2 separate regions of the Mus musculus genome follow, and region 1 is linked to region 2. A link is a contact called in public Hi-C data. All regions are on one chromosome and are shown on one strand. The core of a region is the stretch at or near the end of the contact, and the rest is flanking DNA. Distances in the headings are between cores, read along the strand shown.

What was found. A called contact is a pair of places that touch in the nucleus more often than the background predicts.
Region 1: a contact with region 2 is called in a Hi-C map of neurons, with 11 times the contacts expected there. The contact joins two enhancer-like sites. A contact is called at or near these places in 9 of 39 promoter capture datasets (the 3T3-L1 cell line, the C10 cell line, HPC-7-derived erythroid cells and 4 more), 11 of 15 datasets of contacts at CTCF or cohesin (CD8 T cells, the G1E-ER4 cell line, the NIH/3T3 cell line and 6 more), 302 of 484 Hi-C or Micro-C datasets (the 3T3-L1 cell line, 3T3-L1-derived adipocytes, the 63-12 cell line and 144 more), 36 of 115 datasets of contacts at active chromatin or transcription factors (the 230-238 cell line, the NIH/3T3 cell line, PVALB interneurons and 20 more) and 4 of 9 other capture datasets (adipose tissue, embryonic stem cells, embryonic tail and 1 more).

Annotation. Positions count from the first base shown.
Region 1 is chr13:81,765,932-81,770,583 of GRCm38.p6, forward strand. No RefSeq gene overlaps it. Among named protein-coding and RNA genes, the nearest start is that of Cetn3, 15 kb to the right of the region's middle. Within about 2 kb of position 1,315, at least 6 of the 459 cell types and tissues checked have an H3K27ac peak or open chromatin away from gene starts, as enhancers often do. A contact at or near this core is called in neurons, where this site is marked.
Region 2 is chr13:81,437,587-81,442,066 of GRCm38.p6, forward strand. Adgrv1 (adhesion G protein-coupled receptor V1) reads right to left here. Exons shown (of 90, transcript NM_054053.4): 66 at 2,462-2,657; 67 at 1,827-2,046; 68 at 1-119. Among named protein-coding and RNA genes, the nearest start is that of Adgrv1, 190 kb to the right of the region's middle. Within about 2 kb of position 2,230, at least 6 of the 459 cell types and tissues checked have an H3K27ac peak or open chromatin away from gene starts, as enhancers often do. A contact at or near this core is called in neurons, where this site is marked.

The DNA.
Region 1 (4,652 bases), core at 65-2,564, 330 kb after region 2:
TCTGATTGTGATTATCATAACTGTTGAACTTGAGACATATCTGCTAGCTCCTTATGCCTTTTGTTGCTCACTTTAGTAGGCTGAAAATTCATCTTGTAGTTTCTTCCCCTTGCAGAGAATGGCAGTCACAGAGAATTTAAAAGCTGAAGGGATCACTTATTTGCAGTCAACCACAATTGAATACTAGAAAGTAGTTCAGCTCATTATGTATTCTTAATCTGTTCCTATACTGGTCAGACACACACACACACACACACACACACACACACACACTCACACGCACCCCTTTCCCATAACACTTTCTTGGTGTGCTTTTTCTTGAGTAAGAATATGAGGTGCAAATGAGTGAAGAAGAGAAATGGAAACGAAGAAGAATTATATCTAAAACTCCCGAGCAGCCCAGAATTTCTTCTCCTTGTCCATGACCAACTGAAGTGACTCATGTGGCTTCATGTGTGTAGGAAATCACTGGAGGGGGTGGGGCGGGGGGCGGGCAGATCTGATCTCAGCTCCTTCACCAAGTGGCTGTGTGGCATTGAGCAGATCACCTCACTCCTCAAGGTCTTTGTTGCTCTCTGAAGAAGGAGGAGGAGGAGGAGGAAGAGGAGAAGGAGGAGGAGCTGATGGTGATGGTGATGGTGGTGGTGGTGGTGAAGGAGGAGGAAGAGGAGGGAGAGGAGGAGAACTACAAGAGTTCAAATGTAGTGTGCTGCCTGTTTCAGTAGTTCTGTGGGTCTCTCACTCTGAGATAGCTCGCATCAAGGCTGAAGGAGAAGCAGCATTGCCTGCAGTATTCCACTTTACACTCTACAGAAATTGTGGCCTACTAAATTCACATGTTTGCTTTTGCTTCCCCTGTCATGCAGAATGTCCTTCTCTTACAGAAGTTCAAGCCGATCTTTAAAATTCTTAATGATTACAGAAATAATCGGGCCCGCCCCTGCATCCCTAAGTATTTATTATCACAGCACTCATGCATGTGGCACTTAGCATTTATAGCACAAGACAACCCTGTGAGAGACCTTTCAGTGGGCATAGACTATAGTTTAATTGCTGGAGAAGTGGTTTGAAGTATAGTTCTCAACATGGGGTGGAAAAATCACATTGAGAATTACTAATCTAAGTCTGTGCTCCTTTCTTCCTGATCAGATGCATGCTAGCATGCCATACACTGCAGGATGAAGATAATTAGTATATAAATGAATTCAAATACCCATATACTCCATAATGCACAAAATGAAACAGTACCTTGCAGTGGGAGAAGGGACTCAGAAACAGGAGATCATAATTCCCACCTGCAGGGGGCAGCAGCGCCTCGACTGTGAGGGTTCAGAGCCTATGCGCTGGATCTTGCTTCTTTAAGAAAAGCCCCACACTGAAAGTCTTTGTTCTTTGTTCCTGATTTTATAATGTTAGCAACAAAGCCAAGTATTTTAAAAATACCCATTTAAGGTCTTCTTTGGTGGTAGGTGGCCTCTTAGGCTATGATCACTTCTTCAGTCCAACAGTCTTTCGAACGGTGTCTAATTCTCCCTAGGCATCACTAAACCAGCTTTGTGATCCAGAAAACTAACTTGACAGGGTCACCTGTCAATCAAATTATCAGATTGCCTCTCCCTTTCTTCCTCCCTTCCCCCTCCTGTCTCCTTTCCCTTATGAAACCTCATAAGATAAATACATTAAATTACATTACATGCAACACACAAGGGGTGGGGGCGGGGGCGGAGGCAGGGGCGGGAACAACTGCAAAACAAAAAGGATTAGCTGTATTTCCTGGAGGTCTGCTCCTGTTGAGCTTCCCAGTGGGCTCTGAACCAGTGTGGCCCACTTATTTTTGTGTCCTTTGTGTCCTTTCTCTCTGCTTATGCTCCTTTGGCCTCCTTGGGAAAAGTGCCTTCTCAAGTTGTAGGTTCTTCATAATAAACACCTGCCTCCCTTTTCTACTACAGTTTAAAAGCCGTTCCTTCTGGAAACTTCCAACCTCTTACAAACATAGAATAATATTCTCAACCTCTATGTGCTCAACCATCCTCAACAGGCACAGACCAATTGGGTGTATTCTGGAAAGATGATTATATGTTCTTCCCAAGACTTTACAGTCTTAGTATTGTAGTCGTATTACTTTTAGTTTTTGTAGTATAAGATGTTCCTTATGAGACATACTGTATAGCTTGAATAAAATATATAGACAAAGGGTGGACCTTTGTTAACTTACTTTTGTGGGTGTATGCTGGGGATTGAACCCAAGGCTAACCATGTGCTGCACCATTGAACCACACTCCTACCCCAACAACTCTACTATTAATAATAAAAGAGAAAGCGGTAAGCAGGAAGGGATAGAATTATAATAGATAAATGTTAGAGGAGGAAAAGATTTCTCACATTTCCAGGTAAATCTATGGTTCCCATTACTAGAAAACAATTTCAAAATGTGTTTTACATAAGTCTTAGTTAGAAGTAGAAATGCTGTGACTACTTCTGATTAATAGCATCTGACTTCCAATGCCAGTGCACCACAAAGGCAAGGATTTTTGTGTTTGCTTATTTGTTTGTCTATTCCATTACTTTCTTCTTTCTGTAGAAATGTAGCACAGTGCCACTTATTTGAATGCATGATTTGTGCTTTCGTAAACACATACACAGACACATGTGTGCATGAACACACATAAGTATATGCCTCTGGAACTTCCTTTTCTGAGGGATGGACTAGACACAGCTTGGGCAATCTATAACACAAGTTTGTTCAAAGGAGGCAGAAGACCTAAGGGCTTGTGGATTGGAAGGAAGGACTTGATGGTGAGTTCCCTGAGTGTTTTGTTCTAAGGACCCTAGAACGTTTGATGGAGGAGTTGGCTACCAGCAGGCACAATGGAACTCAGTAACAAAACAGAAAATGCACAGAGGAAGCCAGCTTTCTTGAGCCAAGTACACAAAAGAAAACCGTCAAAAAGATAAAATGTCAGGAAACTGACTGTTACAATGCAGAAGGAAACAAACCCTGGCCTCTTCCACACCCATGCCAGAGGGGCTGAATGGCGATGCTTGAACTCCCAGCTGTAGCTCCACTACTTCATAATCTGCCTTCCTTGAGATCACATTTGTGAGATACTTAATTGTGCTCATTTCTTCCCTCCCCCAAAAGGTTTGTGCACTTCAGTTTCGATGTTCTTACACAGTCTAAATGGCTTGCCAATGCAGTTTCTCTAAGTCCCCTGTCAGTTATGTTGAAGGGAGCCTTACTCTCCCCAACAAAGGTAAGTTCTTAGTGAGTCCTTTCTCCACGCTCTTAACATTTCCCACTGCATAAATACTCCTTGGTGTGCTTTCTTCCTTGTCTCACAAAACCAAACAAAAACCAAACTCAACATCTTCATCCGTAAGTAATTCTGGTGGCTTTTGGTTAAGGAATATTGACCATCTGAACTGGCACCAACTTGTATTAGTATGATTTTTTTTTTTTACTCAATTGATTACTATAGTCTATATACTTTTCAATTGATTACTATAGTCTATATACTTTTTTTACTTTCTCTTCTTTGAGTGATGATCTTTTTAAGGCACAGTGCATGCTAGTTCATATAGCAATCCTTATCCCTGTTCTTTTTAATAGTTAAACATGCATGCCATGACATTTGTGAGTATGTTTATCCTGCTCTCTCTTTACAAACAGTTGGCATCTTTGTTTTCAAGCTTCATGGACAGCCTCATATGTATCTCAGGCACAAATGCAGGCAAAGCTAAAGGACAGCTTCAGCCTTGACAAGTGTCAGTGGGGTCAGCGACTCCAGTGTCTCCAGGCAGGAACTGGGGAGAAGGTACAGAGTTAGAGTGATCATTGTTTCATTCCCAAGACCCAGGCCTGCCTCACAATTGTCTGTAAGTCCTGCCCAGGTGTTTGACATACCTTTCTGACTTCCAGGGACACCGCCATACAGGTGGCACTAACACCCACCCCCAACTCCACCCCAACACACACAAACACACACATACATTTTTTTAAAATTAAAATATTTTTAAAAACTGGTTCAAAAGGTTTGTGCACTTCAGTTTCGATGTTCATGCACAGTCTAAATGGCTTCCCAATGCAGTTTCTCTAAGTCCCCTGTCAGTTACGTTGAAGGGAGCCTTACTCTGCTGTCCTACCACAGGGCACTTTTGTTAGCAAACCCAGATCTTTACAAACCCAGAATCCACAGAATATCAAACTGGCCCTTCTTTTCCTGTAATCCTATTTTCTCTCCTTTCTGTCTTCTCTTCCTCCCTCCCTTTTACTACCCTTTGGACTCATATAATCTGTTGCCACAGCAATCACTTTGTATAATTAGATGCCCCAATTTGGGGAAGAAAGAGAAGAATTTTTCAGGAACATTATGGTTTATTAAACGAAAAGAACCATTCTTTTGCTCCCCCTCTAGATGTTGTCTTGATGTTGTATGTAGGTGGCAGCTAAAAATAACCCTATTAATATTCTCCTCTGTGTTGTATTCACTAGCATGTTTAGTGCCTCATTACTAATGAGAATTCATCAAAAAATAATGTAGAATTCTGTGTCTGATGGTTGTAATAAGAGCACAATTTGAGTTCAAAGACATCTTGTGAATCTACAAATATGTATATCTAAATACAACTTGCTTGATTATAAAAAGTATAAA
Region 2 (4,480 bases), core at 980-3,479:
CTTCTCACACCACCTTCTCCGTCTCCAAAAGAGACTGTCCCACTCACTGGGTCTGCAAAGTCTCCATTGTGTGGCGGTAACGGTTCCTCAGCATCGGGCCCTACCACCTCCCAGCTCACCTGCGTGGCGTATCACATTTTAGTAAAGAGCAATCTTAAGCGAAGGACTTTTGCAGTACATGCACTATTAAAGTACAGAAACATGAAACTATTCTAGAATATACCAGGCTATTCCTGGCTTATCTATGCTGAAAATAATATTTTTAATTAAAAAAAATGAAAAATAGTACCTAGTTATTTGTAATCGTCACAGGACAAGAAAACTATTTAAATATTTATATGTTACAAACATACAAACATTGATAAAGTTTATGAGTTCAACACTGTCTAGCCATGTGCTTGGATTCCAGCAATTAGAGCATAGTAGAATACGACATTCTGTGGTGTGCGTTTTTCTCTAAATATACTTAAATTCCCACTGTAAAAATGAGTGCAAATGTAATGTTCATACATTTGATCAGGAACTAAAGTTTGGATTAAAACAAGCCGAGCTTTGGGTTTCTATAGCTCTAGTGTGTGTGGTTTTCATATCACGTGGGGAAAGCCATTCCTCCCTCTCGGCATGCCTCTTCTTTCTCGTTCCCAGGCTTCTTCCCCTCTCCTTCCACCCCAGCCTTCTTTCTTCAGACCCCTACAAGGCAGGAGCCCCAGACTCAGCTCTGCTCTCGTCACAGCTCCAGGAGTACTTACGCTCTCATGGTTGTGATGGCTTCCTACACGCAAGCGCCTGCTCTACCTGTCATCCCTGCTCATCTGACAACAGGCAAAGCTCAGACTAAGTGAGCCTTCCATGGGCTTGTCTAACAGGACACCACATTAACATGTACAAAGCAGAATTCTTAAGTATTTACCCCAGCTATGAAATTCATAAGACTAGCACCACATTCCAGCAGTTTCTAGGAGCCACCCAAAATTTGTCTATTCTTCAGCCTCCATCTCTTTTCTTACTCGTTCATTGATCCATTCTATGTGTGTTTTGCTGCATGTACACCCATATGCCAGAAGAGGACATAAGATGTCAGAAAAGGTTATGGCTGCTGAGAATTGAACTCAGGACCTCCTTTGAGCTGAGCCATCTCACCAGCTTCAGCCTCCATCTTTAACCCAACCAGCTGTCCCCTCTTTAACCACATCTTGTCCCCTCTGCTCCCACTCATAACAGAGTGAGGGACCACAGCCTTCCAACCATCCTTCCTGCTGTGCACTGCTCCACCGACTCTTGACAATCCATCTTTCACAGGGCAGGCATGGGTGAGCTACAGATGTGAAAACGGTGATATACTCTCTGGCTAAGTCTCCCTTGATGGCATGCTCTTTGAACTCATGGTAACATCTCAAACTGCATCAGTCCTGGGTCCTATGTGCCCTCTGTGCTCTCTGGTCCTCTCATGTCGGTTTTAAGCCCGCTATTCTGTAGAGTTCTCCTAACAACAGGTCAGGCTTATTTCTCTGCAGGATCTATTCTTCCTTTCTCCTAAGTCATCACACCATTGGGCAACCCAGGCAACCCAGGCTGTATATCCCAAAGTTACAAGCAGAGTTTATAGAACTCATGCTTTTTTGAAAAAAAAAATATGGTCTACTACTATTCAATTTTATTCTGCTCACATCATTTTCAAATATGTTCATCGAGCTCAGAAGCCACTTAACATTTACAAAGTAGTTAGTAGTAAATACTATAATCAAACACATCTGGGGAGTTGAAAGTCCAACATTATATATGATATTTCAAAATTTCTTCTAACATCACCAGAATAATAACACTACCTGAATCTCTCCCAGGAGTCCTCCGGTCCGCTCCAGCACCAAGTGTAAAGCCATTGTGGAACTGGGGTTAGGAAGAGAAATTTTGCTTTGGTTGAGAAATCGTATGATGCCAAAGGGAGAGTCACTTTTGGCAATGGTGATTTTGCTCACTAGGTGGCGCCCAAGGATCGCTCCTCCCGTAGCTCCAATGAGCAGAATTTCAAACTGCTTCTCAAATTCACTGCATGGCAAGAAGGAGCAATCTGTGAGTCTAAACATATTAAAATGCTTGTAAAATCCAAATAGCTAGTCATTTTTCCAAATTGGCCATACATATTCAAGGCCCAGCAGGCACACACCAGGAGGAGGGTGCTCAGTCAAAAGCAGACGCAACACGAAGCCCTCGCAACCCACTTCTTGACTTTAGAAGGTGGGCTGGGAAGCACTGCCACATCCTAACCATTCTGGTCCCTGTGAGGAACAGAACCGTTCTCCTTTATGGGAAAACCGAGGTTTCCATCCTCAGGGCCAGCTCCTTTGCTGGTATTCCCCTGTCTCTCTCAAGTGCTGCTTCTCAGCAGGAACATGCATCTTCGGTGTAAGTTAGGTCACAGTACCTATGCTCTCTGTGTGTGCACTGTTTCTGTAGGACTAACCTTCCATTGTCATCGATGATGGAGACATTTATAAAGCTTAGGTTCTGTCCATGCTGAAAGGTGACCGAGCTGCCATGCAGTACGTAGCCTCCTGGAACTGCAGAGAAACCCCGGGAGCTGAAATCAGCTGACACGTGGCCATACGTTCCATGAAGCCTCAGGACAGGGAGTGTGATCACGCCGGCATCTTCCTCCACTGTGAAAGGAATGTGAGGTTAGGCGAGTTACTAGGAAAAGCGAATGACATTGACACGATTCAGCCAGACTAGACTACGCAATTAAAGACAAGGATCCAGTGCACACTCTTCTGTTTTTCATGTTTTGTTGGTCTTATGTCTTTATGAAAAATATAGCTTACCATAGGCTGAAATTTAGAGGGAACAATTTTTAAAAATGAATGTAGCCTATGCAATCATTAGTACAGGCTTTCCTCCTCTTCATGATATGCACAAATAAAATAAAAGCATCTCTACAAACTGAAAATATTCTGAACTGCTTTAGACATTTAGCTGAAATACATATAAGTGCATACAAAGGACCCTTATAATATTTCTATCATATGATATTTTTCATTTATATTGTGTGTGTGTGTGTATGTGTGTCTGTTTGTATCTGTGTCTGTGTGTGTGCTTGTGTGCACCTGTGTGGAGCTCAGAGGACAGCTTACTGGCATCATGTCCCTTCTCCTACCAGTTGGCGTCCAGGATTGATTTCAGCTTGTCAGGCTTGGCAGCAAACACAGTTACTCACTGGTCTTTCTCAACTGCACTTGTATCAGTATTTTTAAGTCTCTCTATATAAACTATTATATTTTCTGGCCCTAAAAAATATATCAAAAAACATCAACATCAATGCTTGATTTCAATTTAAAAATTCAAATTTAAATCTTAAATTAAAAAGGTATCCATTACCAAAACGTCCTCTCAGAAACAGTGAATTAATGAGAAATGGGTAAATGGAGAAAAAGTCCTATTATTTCTCGATGTAAAAATGCAGCATCCGTTTACCAGAAATGAGCTGAAATTCACAAAATCGCTTATGTGATAAGCCATGGCTTATCCAAAGGCCTTAGGAAGTGTACAGGAGAGTCTTGTTGAACTTTCAGGATAGCTAGACGAAGAACCTGGGTAGAGGCACTAAAGCCAATAAATCATTTGCGAAAACAAGGTATCATGTTTACTTTTAAATTATACTTATAGTCTACCTTTGAATAAAGGCATATCCTAGGAAGGTAGCCATCTCTTTCTGCTGGGAAAGAAATGTAACCACATATTGTGTGTCCTGATTTTATGGTAAAGGGGAATTGTAACATTGGGCAAGCCTGAGAAGAGCTGAAGACAAGATCAAGTGCCCAGATACTACCTGCAGAAGAGTTAAATGTTCATTTCCAGGGTGGTTATTCACTACAGGGTAAATAAACACTATATAAACATTAAATTTACATACATTTTTCTTTAAAATATATTTTAGATTTATTTAATTTTTATTCATGTGTATGGATCTTTGAATATGTAAACTGCCCAGAAGCCAGAAGAGGGCATCAGGTCCCCAGGAGCTGGAATCCAGCAGTGTGAGTCAGTCATCCAGGTTTGCAAGAGCAGTGTGCTGTTTGCTTTCTGTCGCACTGACACAACCTGGACATATCTGGGAAGAGAAGCTTTTTGAGAAGATGGCTCCATAAGATTGGCCTTAGGCAAGTCTGTGGGGCATTGTCTTGATTAGTGATATGTGTCTGAGCGTCCCCAGCATGTAAGCGTTGTCACCCCTGGGCAGGTGGTCCCAGATTATATAAGAAGGCAAACTGAGCAAAACCGGGAGGAGCAAACCCGCTGCTTTGGGCTTGCTCCTCCACCACTTCTGGGTACGTAAGCAACGCTCCTCCACGGCTTCTGGGTCAGTTCCTGACTCTGGGTTCCTACCTTGAACTCCCTCCGGCTCTGACTTCAGGATGGCAGGCTCTAAGTTATAAGATGAAATAAGCAAACCCTTTCCACCCCATGCTGCTCCTGGCCACGATGC